Regions from separate parts of the Mus musculus genome. Here region 1 is linked to region 2. Evidence: chromatin contacts called from public Hi-C data. All regions are on one chromosome and are shown on one strand. The core of a region is the stretch at or near the end of the contact, and the rest is flanking DNA. Distances in the headings are between cores, read along the strand shown.

Region 1 (6,225 bases), core at 2,023-4,522, 110 kb before region 2:
CCATAGGCAGCCACCAAGTGTTAATAAATACCTTTATCCATTGTTTTGAGAAAACATGGGTTGATTTGGATTTGACTTGGGATTATCAGTATAAGGACCTTGTCCCTGCACATGGCTTATTTTTCAGGATAAAAGGAAGTTTTGAACAAGGTGAGACTTGGTTTCTTATAGAAAATGATTCTGTTCCTTAAGGTTTAGTTTCCCCCCTCTCCCCTAGTGGTAAACTCCCTTGTATTCATGTTGTATACCCTTTCTGTCTGTCAGCCCTTGTAATGTGTGGCCGAACACACTGTAGAGTTTCTGTAGACATTAGTTTGCTGAAAGCAAACATTTGGGAATCCTCTATACAAAGTTGGAAGAAGTGAGAGGCAGGCTGCACACACACACACACACACACACACACACAGACACACACCACACACACACACACACACACACACAGAGAGAGAGAGAGAGAGAGAGAGAGAGAGAGAGAGAGAGAGAGAGCAACAGGAGTCAAGACAGAGAGAAAATTAAATATAGAAACTGCCTGGGGAGACAGAAAAATCCAAGGTTGGTGAGCAACTAACAATTTAAATTCTCTTGAGAAGAGCAAAAAGCTGGACAGAAGAGGACTTTTAATTTGAAGAGTTAATTAAGCAAATGATAAGACTTCTAAAATATCCTTCTTGTTAGAGTTGTAATTTTGAGGCCCAAGAAACAAGTAGAAGGTATTCTCATTCACTCTACAAATCAGTTTAAAATGGACTTCTATAGCAGCAGAAACACAAGGGGAAGAGGGCAGCGTGTCTGTGTTCATCAGCCCTGTGCTCTCTCTAGCTTCACATACCCCTTTTTATGAAGGTAGAGGACAGAGTGGCTGTTTTAAGCAGATCATTAGCTTCATGGATGTGCTGGGTTAGTTTCTTTTCTTTTCTTTTCTTTTCTTTTTTTAAAGTAGAATTAGGTGGCAAAAAAAGAAAGAAAGAAAGAAAGAAAGAAAGAAATTATCTTTTCAAAGCAAAGAAAAAGAAAATCCTGCCACAATTCAGTGTGAGCAAGTTAAGATATCAAAACAATAATGCAGAGTTATCTAGTGCAAGCAACCATCTGTAAGAAGAGGTGTGCATGAGGTTTGAAAAAGTATGGTGGATGCCTAATGGATGACAAAGAGAAACCAAAGTATCAGTTACCATCAGGATGCCAGGATTGCTTGATAATGATGAATAAACATCGACTCTTTATAGCTAAGTGGCCAGCATTATTTCACAGTTGACTGTGTGGAAAGTAGAGCCCATGACCTTTGTCCTGAATTTTAATAGTTTACTGAAGTTTTACATTAAGTAAAAATCTAATTGGCAAGAAAAATTAGTGTTTCTTTGTGGGAGTACAGAGTAAGGCTACTAATTGCATGTAGAAAATGATCCCAGGGTTGTCTCTCTCTCTCTCTGAATTAGAAAATTAAATGAATAATACCTTTCTGATGTTTGGAAGAGGACAGTTGTAGCAGTGAAGTATATTCACCTAATTTAGAATGTCAAAGCTGTTGGCCATCTTGTTCTGTTCACTTATTGACAAACTGTCGATTTCATTACCATATTCCCTGTCTACTAGTTGTGGACATCCAAGCAAACAGACCCCTTATACGGGGTCTGAAGCAAACAGCAAGCTTGTGGGCTTTGTGTGTGTGTGTGTGTGTGTGTGTGTGTGTGTGTGTGTGTGTGTGTGTGCACGCTCGCTGCATTTCTTTCTTTCACTTTACTGTATTAGTAACTGACTATATAAAGTCAGACTGAGAGAAGTCACCAATGTTTTCCTTCTAAGGGGAGAGAAAATAAAGAGCACATTAAATTAACCTCAGTGGAATAGGAGTTTAAATGAATGGTGCTTTATAAATTATATTTAGATGCATAGGGACTTTTTTCTTCTTCTAAATTACTGTCAAGTAAAGGAAATGAGCTGGTTTTTGAGTCTGTGGGGTTTGAGGTATTGTGAAAATATGTTTTCAAAGGTCCCCTGTGCATTTCTCACTGGGCCTGGAAGGGTTAAGTCTGAGCACCCAAGTGTTATGGAAAGTGCTGAGAGTTGGTTATGTCCTCTGTCTGTAATGTCACAGGAAAAACAGTGGCACCTGCATTACCCCTCATTGACTCAGGAACGACAAAAAAGTATTAGTAAGCAAAGCTCAAGAAATGAGTATCTCTGCTGATACCATTTCAGTGTTTTTCCTTCATTCCCTGGACATTCTTGATTTCAAAAACAAACTGTACAGCCCAAGGCACTAGGGTTGGAGTCCAATGTTTATTCAAAAAGGCACCCTGAAGCCATGAGGAAGACTGTGCTACATATGAGAAAAGAAATAAGGGGTGGGGGCAGGTGAGTAGCTAAGCTGTTTCAGGGATGGCAGCAGCAATTGTATTTTCTAGCATTTGTTTTCTGGGAGCCTATGAGATCCACGGAAAGAATCATGAGGGGGAACCCAAGAGTCTAGGGTGTTGTGGCTTGCTTGCTTTACAAGGAGCAAGGCAAACTGCAGTAACAGTTTAGGAGACTGCATTCTCTACTGCCAAGGAGACAGCTGATTTGGGGTAGAGAAATTTGTTTAGACCTAAACAAATGTGGCGGTTTTGTTGACTAAACATGGAAAGAAAGAAAGAAAGAAAGAAAGAAAGAAAGAAAGAAAGAAAGAAAGAAAGAAACAAAGAAAGAAAGAAAGAAAGGAAGGAAGGAAGGAAGAAAGGAAGAAAGGAAGGAAGGAAGGAAGGAAAGAAAGGAGAGAGAGAAAGAAAATCGGGGGTGTTGCCTTCAAACACTCCTCTAATAGGGAGGGAAAAAAAAGAATCTCATGAAAATGTATCACATGAGGAGCGCTTGCTTCAGTTCCAAGCTGAGTCTGGGGCTACTTGGAAACCATTTCTTAAAGCACACACATTTTAGGCAAGGGTGTAGTTACTGTGTCAGTAACAGGGGATCTTTGCTATTTGCCTGTTTTGGATGGAAAATAAATTTAAAAAAAAAAGATTGCAGGAGATTTGAGTTATTATGTGAGCAGGGCTCCGGTTTAGAGTTGGTGGCATTCAAAGCTGGCTTCAGTCACAGTGTGATGCTTGAAGCCTCCCAAAGGCCAAGTGTTTCCTTTTCTTTCTTCTATTTTTTTTTTCCTCTCTCTCTAAGCGTTACTTCACTGAGGCAGAGGGCTGCCTTGGAGTGACGTCAGGAGTTTGTGCAGCAAGCTTGCACAGGAGAAGGGAGGCTGGGTGAGTGACAGCCCAGCCTACTTTTTAATAGCTTTGTCATGTGACTGGGGACTGTAGTAAGACAGGTGCCTTCAGTTCACTCTCAGTAAGGGGCTGGTTGCCTGCATGAGTGTGTGCTGTGTGTCAGAGTGGATTGGAGTTGAAAAAGCTTGACTGGCGTCATTCGGGAGCTGGATGGCTTGGGACATGTGCAGCCAAGACTCTGTATGGAGTGACATAGAGGTGAGCTGGGGCTGAGTATTGCAGGACCGGAGCTTCTCTCAGATGCAATGATTCCTGGAGGGGGGGGGGGATGGGCTAGGGGAGAGGAGGGGACATAGAAAGTGGCTCAGCGGGAGCTTTTGGAGGGGGAAATCTCCATCTTATCTTAACTCCAATAAGTTTGCTATTTTAAGGTGGCTCGGAGATGCCTTGAGCAAATCAAAGCTTAGCTGCTGTCATCAGTATCTGTAGCAGTTAGAAACTCTTTCCATGTGCCTTTGGCTCTGTTTCTACTCATATGCAATATTTATGCTCTAAGATATTGATATGAATCAGGAGCTGAAGTCTTTCCAGTGTTCAGTGGCCTGCTTGGAAAAATGCCATTTCTATTTATAAGAAAATGAAGATAAACATTAAAATGAATTGTGTTAAAAAGAGAGTCCGTTTTGACTCTCGTCAGGATTTATCTTTTCCGCCCTCCTCTCTCTGTTCATTAAACAGAGAATTTACAAGACCCTAAATATTCCTGCTGGGTCTGAGTTAGGTTGCTTTTCCCACAGAACACAAAACGACAGTGCTGTTTCCTTTAAAACACTTGTGTGCGGCTGAAAGGGTTGGCTAGCGAGTTAAAAAAAAAAAAAAAAATCCCAGCCTTAAGAGACCAAAGCTTTCTGTTTGCTTCTGTGGCGAGAAACCGAACGGTTAAATCTCTCTACCACGGAGAGCTGCCTGAAGCCGGGAGAGAATGGAGTTTATGCAGACCGTGTGTGGAGCAGCTCACTGCTTGTGTAAAAATAGACCGCAATACATCAATTCCACAGTCTCTGCTGGCTACAATTCATACAGGGGAGGAAAAAACACAAGCAGTTTCCCCGTAATCTCTGGAGTCTAGCTGGGGCCAGAGGACTTCAGCGTGTTTGCATTCAGTACAATGGAATGTTCTCGGGGAAAGTTTGAGCAAGTTGGAAAACAAGTGAAACTTTTGTGGACTCTGGTGAGATGGACCCGAATTGAATTGCGCGGAGGATCGGAGCTGCTAACTAACAATGGTGCTTCCTCCCGGTAGCGGGGGCACGTAGGGTAAGGGGGAGGGTCAAGTGCCACACGTGATTTGATTAAATAAGATGTCCGTGTGGTGCAGTGATACACATCTAAAGTGAAAATGATTTGGCGAGGCCGCCTGCGAATGCATTTTTCCTATCTAGCCAGGCGTGCCCTGGGTCCTTAACTCTTTGCTGGGTCTGCAGATGTTGGCTCCGTTTGCTTTCCCTAGGCTTTGGCAGATCGGATTTGCAGGTTATAATTATTGTTATCTTGTGATTTCTTGGCAAGGCAGAATAGATATAGATAATTCATGTGTCCCTTGGCTATTGAAGTCAGAGTTCTAAGTGGATTCAAAGTCCTAATTGTTGGAGTAGCCAGCGTAACCCGTGGGTGGTTGTCTGGCTGGCACCATAGCTCTCTTCGAATCACTTTCATTTTTACCTCTTGGATCGTTCCGAAACTGCTCAGAGACTGAAGAGCTGTGATCTAAAGGAGATGAGGAAGATTTGCCTTAGTCAGAATTCCTGTGATTGTTTGCAAATAAACGCCATAGCCATTTATAACCATGGCTTTAAGTTTGTTCTTTCTTTGTTTTTCTTAAGGAGTTGGGGATAGGGGCTCAGCGTCCAGCCTTAGATTGAGTCTCAGTTAGTGCGGCATAGTAGACAGCCAGCTGCTAGAAACCCGTGCCTTCGAGCCTGTGGCTCTGGGAATCATTCCTGCCTGTCGAAATATTACAAGCAGCAGGTAGTGTGGGCAGCTTCCATTTTTTTGAATCATTAATGCTTGCTGTCATCTTCAAACCTATTATGTCCTTTCACACATAATGACAGGACAGTGTATTGGTTAATAAAAACCCAAACCACCAGAGCTACTCAGAGTCTCCTGGTATTTCACAGCTTAATGGAGGGGATGTACAATAAGGTTACTAAGATTGATAGAGACAGATCACCTGACACTCTTCACGAAGACTGTCATTCTTACCTGCCTCCATACCTCCCAGTTCAACTACTGTTTTTATCACAAGTTAAGTTTCTGTTTTTTATTAATTTAATTAAGGCTGCCAAGTCCACTGACTCTCTCTTCTCTCTCTCTTTAAAATTTACCATCAATGGCACCAAAATCTCTGAAAGGTTAATGGAGAATTATACTTAATTATAATGAATCATTATCATCCATGCAGTTAAGCTAATTTATTGTCTGCTTCTTAACTAAGGGAAAAGACTGTCTGTTGGGGTGAAATAACATACAATAATTAGCCTTTTGTGTTTAGAGATTGTGTTGGCCTCTTAAACCTTATTGTAAAAAACGAAGGCTACAGTTGTGAAATTGCTTTCAGAGTTGCAAAGTGGCTGTAGGGTATCTGTGTAATTGAGGCAGGACACACCTGTTACAGATGCACAGGGCAGCCATCAATATCAGCATGTCAGACAAGGACAGGTACTCGGCTCAGTCTGATAGGTCTGGCGTTGTCCAAGTCCAAATATGAATTAATCACAGAAGAAATTGCTTCTACGAATGTGTTTTTGATAAGTAGGATCATGCCACAGTCAGAAGCACTGATTTGATCAGAATGTCAACACTGGCAAGCATAAACACTATTTTGAGCATAGTGCAAGAGTAAGCATGAATACACACACATACACACACACACACACACGATTGGGAGAGGGTGGGTGAGGGAGGGAAAGCAAAATAGAGAATGCTAAAACAAATTAACTTTATGTGTTCAGTGGTTGTCAGA
Region 2 (6,417 bases), core at 334-2,833:
AAATTTGCATTATTTTCATACCATCCTAATGTAGGAAGCTCATAAAATAATTATCTTAAATCAGAACTATCTCCATGACCAGTGCCTATGAAGACCGAGGCCAGACATCCTCTATGAGAGGAAGGATCTTATGTTGTGAACTTATGGCGCACAGGCTCCATTAGAAGTATTGTACTTGCATGAACCAACATGTGGATTTGCAACATTTCCTAATTAAAGCTTTAAACGGTGTGTGAAGGAGTCTGTGTTATAGCCATTGTTAATCCAATAATTATACTAAAGGAGATTTGGAGGTTTAAGATGCTGTTGCCTTACCACTGAGGAATTAAATAATAATAAAAATATATCATATACCGTAGCTCTCTATAATTTTTAAGCAGATTTAAAAGTTTCTGGATTAAGCTGGGGGTACCGGACAAGCAGTGGACACACCAACAAGCTATCCTTTGAGCAGATATTTCCTCATTTCTGTGGCTACATTGATGAGAACAGATTATTAGGACCACCTTCCTAAGGGTTCTGCAACATGTGTTCTGGGATTTCTTTTGTGCTGACCTGGCCATACTTACACTCTAGGATTACTATGAGAAACAAAGGGCCTCAGCATTCAATACTGCAGCCGGGGCATATTCCAACCAGGGATCAGGCTCCAGGAGAAACAGGTCTTTTAAAATGAAGGCCCAGTAAAGAATAGAAGTCAATCATTGATTTGGAAATCTTTGACCTGAGATTTTTAAAATGTGGGGTTTTCCTAATGGGTAAAGAAGTTTTATTAATTAACCATGAACAGGTAAATGTCAACAGGTAAATAGGAGAGAGCCACATGAAGCTACCACTCAAACTGATGATATTTCAACATTTTACCAACAATCTTTACCATGGTTTTTCTTTTTATTAAATAGTTCTTATTTCATGTGTTTGAGTGTTTTGCCTGCATGTGTGTAAGTATAGAAAATGCACACAGGACCTGAAGCACACCAGCAGAGGACTTCAAATCCCATGGGACAGGCATTACTGTTGTTAGTCACTATGTGGGAGCTGGAAACTGAACCCTGTTCCTTTATAAAAGCAGCAAGTGCTCTTAATTGCTGAGCCATTTCTCCATTCCCAATGCTGTTCCTAAAGCAAGTCACTTTCCTCTTTTGTCTTCTTCATACCTACTCAGTAGCTTCTTTGTATTTTTTTCCACTGACATTTTCATTTTTCCGTGTATCCAAAAGCACAGTACAGAATTACCTGGTGTGCTTTGAATGTTTGCACAGTGTTCTCCCATATCCTTTTGCAATTCTTCAGTTATGCCTTCTAACAAAAATATAATTGGGACAATTGAGCCTTTGATGGAAGATGGAAGGAAACCCTTCTTTCGGGTGTGTGGAGTTGCCTTATAAGCTTGTCGCCCTGTCCCAGCTAATCACTCTTCACTGTACTCTTGACATTCCTCTTTGTTTTACATTTATCAATTTGGCTCACAGTTATAAATGTATTTAAGCAATAGCTGTAAAAATTTTTGACCCTTTGGCCCGTACCTTTGCCTTGTTTATGAATCATTATAAAGTTGTTCCAAGGGAAAAGAAAGCAATAAAATCATAGCAGAAAATAGAAACCAAACCTCAGGTGTGTGTGTGCGCGTGTGCGCGAGCGCGTGAGAGAGAGCGAGCACGTATGCGTTTCTTGTCTTTTCTTTACTCATAGGTTTTTGCTAGACTTCTCAGAGTACCAGTCTCAAACACCTGAGCATGGTCATGCTCTTCCAGGGAGAAGAATTGGAAGGCCCAGCACAAGAAGTTATTTTTCATAATAACCAATTAAACTACTCACCATTGGAGCACATGTTTTCATACTTAAGTTAATTGAACTGTTTCAAAGTAAATATGATTCTAAATTGTTTTAGTATGCCAAAGTACTTCAGGCCTGCAGGTAAAAATGGGGGAGGGGAGGAAGTTACTGAATTGTTTGGAATGTGCAAATAAAGCACGCGGCACTGACAATTAGCTCCATGGTCTGTGTGCACCTTGAAACTGACTGTGGGTGGCTTTCGCCCATCTCTTATGCTGAAATCTACTTTGAAGCTCCTGAACAGTAAGTACTGTGAGACTTACCAAGCACAAGTCAGATTGCAATCAGAAACAGAACTGTGTGCAGCAGGGTTTGTTTTTTGTTTTTGTTTTTGTTTTTTTAAACATTTTTCCAGAAAATAATCTCTGTGTAATTCATTTCATTGGCCAAGTAAAAAAGGAATTATTGAAAAAAAAAAAAAAAAGGTTGAGCTTGGTAAAGGAAGTGCAGTATTTTACTTTGGGGGTGGGAAGTGGGGTGAAACTGGAATCAAAATTGGTTTATAGGTCTGTTTGCTGGGCATCACCCCATGATATGCTGATCCTTTTGATTCTGGCAGCTTTGAACATTATCAATGGATAGCTAATGTTTAAAAGGGATTGACCCTGAGGGGAAAATTTTGACATTCATCCCATTACCTAATACATACACAGACAAAATTCCATTTACAAAGATTGCTACTGCTACAGTTTTTCTGGACTCCTACATAGGCCAGGGAAAAGGATTGAATAGGAAACTGTTTGGAAGACTTTGTTGGGTTGATGAATAATCTTGAGTAATGAGTAACACAGAATTCATGGCAAGTCACATATTCCTCCCCCATCATTCTTCTGATCCCAAAGAAACCCAAGAAGAGGAAGTGTATCCTGAACTGCTTGGTTTTTTAGACTCTATTTGAACAGATAAAGATGCCTGGAGAATTAGGACTGACTTCAGAGCCTGTTTACTGCGAATATAAAAGAGGTGCTCCGAGCCACAGGCGGTTAAACCCTGTGTTGAGACAGTCCAAGTAAGAATAGAGTTGTTGTTGTTGTTGTTGTTTCTGTGATATATATATAGGTGTCAGAAGACACCTGGCCTCACAGAATATTAGAATATGAACCAGAAAGCCCTTAATCAGAACATTGAAATGGCCCCTCAGATGTGGCTAGAAAGGGAGATAATATCAATAGAAGAGTCAGGCAGAGAATGAATTCCAAATAACCATATGAAAGACACTGGTTAGCACAGAGAAAAATTAGACACCTTACCCACTATTGCTGCCATATAACAGGGAGGGTATATGCAGGAAAGTGCTCTATGCAAATGACCTATAAGGACTCAATCTGCTAAGCACAGAATAATTGAGCTTCTGACTTTTCTTCAGCTGTGGTCCAGTTGCTGTCTTAATAAACAGTCTTTGATTCTACCATGTATTGCTGTCCAGTTTCTTGCTCCAAGACATAAGCACTAAGAAATACCAGGTGGTGCCCACCAGACTCCCATGTCTACCAAACCACTTCCTGTATAGTTGAGAGTGTGCCATCAACTTCATACACAAGATTGCATTTAAGTAGGTTCCTTAAACTTTTTCTGGACATGGTCTTTGAATACCTTGCCAATTATCTAAGGAGCAATTTTATTCACTGCTACCTCCAAGGAATACCTAACCAAGTATAAAGATATATACAATATTTGACAAATGAAAAAAGTCCTATTATATTGCAGACACTGACTCCATCATGAATGTGACAAACATAGGTTCACAAGCTACCCTGTCCTCAGGCAAGTTGAGATTCAATGAGTGTACCCCCATGACTTGGGTGAGGAACTAGGAAATATTCCAAGGTATCTAGAAAGACTTGCCTAACTAAGGAGAGAGGACTGACTTTGAAGATTACACAGGCACTGAACTAGCCCATGATGTGTAGAATCATGCAAACAGGAGTAAAATTTTCTTCTAGGCATGCTCTTGATTTTAGAGTGTACAAGGTTGTATTTTGCTTACAAGCACCACCATTTCGGTAAGTTAAGGTGCTGTGTATGCTGTTGTCTCTCCTCCCCTGTCCCCAGATGTTTGACTTCATGCCTTCTTTCTGATGTCCTCAGCTCATTTATCTACCTATCTAGCACTCAGAGTGTCATACCATAGTCAGAGTTGTTAGTTTGCATTTATTTTGCCCATAGCAGTTGTATAGATGTTGGCTGATTGAGTGAAGAGTTAAATAAAAGAGGATAGAATTTTATGGTTACCTAAACTTATCCCCAAAGATACAATTTATGAATTACTGATAGAGTGTCCTTCTGAAACTCCTAAAAATGACAACTTATGACTCTTCGTTTAGAAAAATAATCCTTCTGGAATTTTTCGAGACATTTATAAGCAACACTTGCATAACGGTGTTTTTTCTCTCCATGACTTATTGCCAGAACAACTCAGTGCACAACAGTCTGTTAAAATATCATGGTGAGTTCTTACTTAGGGCTGAAGAACCACAATGAGCTATCCCATGTGATCTTTGCAGAACATGGACAATCCGCAGAGTCCTGACTCCTCATGGCCTGTGACATTTCTGGAGGAGGGAGTTATAGTCTTCTTTCTATGCATTACAAACATTGCCTTCTTAGCTGTGTGGCTTGTTTGGATAATAGGACACTCAGGCCAAGCATCTTGATTATTTACCCAGCAGAAACTTGAGTCGGCTGAAGGGGCTCCTGAGGATGGGGGTATACATCCAGTCTTCCTGTCATTTTGGCCAGCTCTGGTAGTTACTCTTGTAAGGGTCTCCTCGGAGACCTACACATTTATGCTGATACTGGCAACTTAAAGAAGCTTGAAATGTGGTGCAAAAGACTTTCTTGTCCTCAAATGGATGAAGTCTGGGGATAGTTGCTCAAGATTTCCAAATATCTATTTGAAAAATGTGTCATTTCTGCTATTTCTGTGGCCAAATGAATTGTCACATTCATGAGCATAACTTACCCTGCAATCTGTTTATCGAGGAAGAAGCCAGTTGCTGCCTCATTTCTGCTTTCCAGGTGACTGATATTAATTAGTTTGCAGCAGGCATGGTTTATCTCTGACTCAAACCAAAGCATATGAAAATGCCTCTCTGAAGTAAGGTATTTTTTTTTCTACAATGAATGGGATGAAGATACTTATCTGAGAGAACAGGGTTTAGTTGGAGCCTCCATCAGCAGTTCTTTGAAATACGTTGTTCAACTACGGCTGATCCAGGTAAAGAATAAAAATGGTATGTCATATTGTGACTGCATTAACTCCTTTCTAACACAAGGCATGAGGCCATTGCACAATGGGAGGCTTTCTCTGAGGGGAGCATAGAAATGATGAGGCTCTACATGACTCTGGAGTTACTTCTCAATTATGACCAGTTCCTCCAAGATCATGCCAAGTTCACAAATGCAGTAGCATTGCATGAGAATTCATCTTAGTCCTCTAATATAGAGATCAATACTTTTAAAACCAACCTACTCTTTACTAAGCATTAATAAAATTGTTCCCCTAAAATGATCTTTTAGGAGTGGAATTCATGTGAAGTAAGCAATGAAGTTCAAAAGATAGAAAACCGGAACATTAGAACTGCAGAATGTGACATAGCTACATACATACAAGGCAGACCCTAGGCTACTCATTTCGTTATGTTTTGTAGCCTCAATCTCTTCAATAGAGAAATGGGAAGATAAAGCCCATTTGACAAGGATGTATAAGGCATTTCCTCTTATCATCTGTCCAAAAGAACCTGTCAGCCATCATGCACACTCTTCTCTTCTGTCAGTGGCCAGATGAAGTGGCCTTATCAAAACGGGAGTTTCAGGCAAAGGGGGACTGAGAGGATGCTTGTTTCCACCTTTGTGTTTGAGTTCCATGCACCAACTCTCCACACTGAGGCCCAAGGAACCAGAAAGAAACAAAAGCAATAGCAAAATCAAAACCAAAAACAAAGGCAAAGAGAGAAATTCAGACTTGGGTTAGAATCCGAAGCTTTGGCTTCTAGTTCTAGCCATGATATTGGCCAGAAGCAACCACCTTGTAAATTTGTATGTCTCCTCCAACATCTCTAGGGTAAATAGGTAAACAGCTCCCAATAGGGGCATTGCAGGAGAACAGAATGATGTATCTGCCTGTTAACCTTCTGTGGTTTTCTTTCTACTCTAGCTGTTACTTTGTATTGCCCTTCCTTAGTCTCCTTTCTTTACTTCAATCCCATCCACTGCCTTCCTTGGTCTTTCTTGTCAATTGTCTTTGCCTTTGTGCACATCATTGGGACACATCATTGACTGGTCGATGACTGACTTCACGGAGACCATAGAGGTGATTTCCAAATCTATTTGTCCCATGAAAGTCACCTTTCTGAGCTTTAGAGGCTTAGGTACCTGACTACTGGAGATCTCCATTTGAGTTCTCCATCACATATTAGGCCCCAAACTGAACACTCCACAATTGACTTTCTCTTTTCAGAGTTTGCCAAACAAACTGTAAGTAAATGTAAAAGGAGACACGATAAATTCACCCAGACGTTCATAACCACACCGGATTAATGACCAAAGTTTGTTCACTTCACTTTTCAAAGTTGCCAAATT

Evidence for each region. A called contact is a pair of places that touch in the nucleus more often than the background predicts.
Region 1: a contact with region 2 is called in a Hi-C map of liver, with 1.9 times the contacts expected there. The contact joins the promoter of Ppargc1a here to the enhancer-like site in region 2. A contact is called at or near these places in 2 of 39 promoter capture datasets (the 3T3-L1 cell line and liver), 3 of 484 Hi-C or Micro-C datasets (the HL-1 cell line, the Patski cell line and liver), 1 of 115 datasets of contacts at active chromatin or transcription factors (intestinal villus epithelium) and 1 of 9 other capture datasets (pancreatic islet).

The regions. Positions count from the first base shown.
Region 1 is chr5:51,550,968-51,557,192 of GRCm38.p6, reverse strand. It overlaps Ppargc1a (peroxisome proliferative activated receptor, gamma, coactivator 1 alpha), which reads left to right and starts at 3,272. Exons shown (of 13, transcript NM_008904.2): 1 at 3,272-3,458. The coding sequence starts at 3,411.
Region 2 is chr5:51,442,062-51,448,478 of GRCm38.p6, reverse strand. No RefSeq gene overlaps it. Among named protein-coding and RNA genes, the nearest start is that of Ppargc1a, 110 kb to the left of the region's middle. Within about 2 kb of position 1,583, at least 11 of the 459 cell types and tissues checked have an H3K27ac peak or open chromatin away from gene starts, as enhancers often do. A contact at or near this core is called in liver, where this site is marked.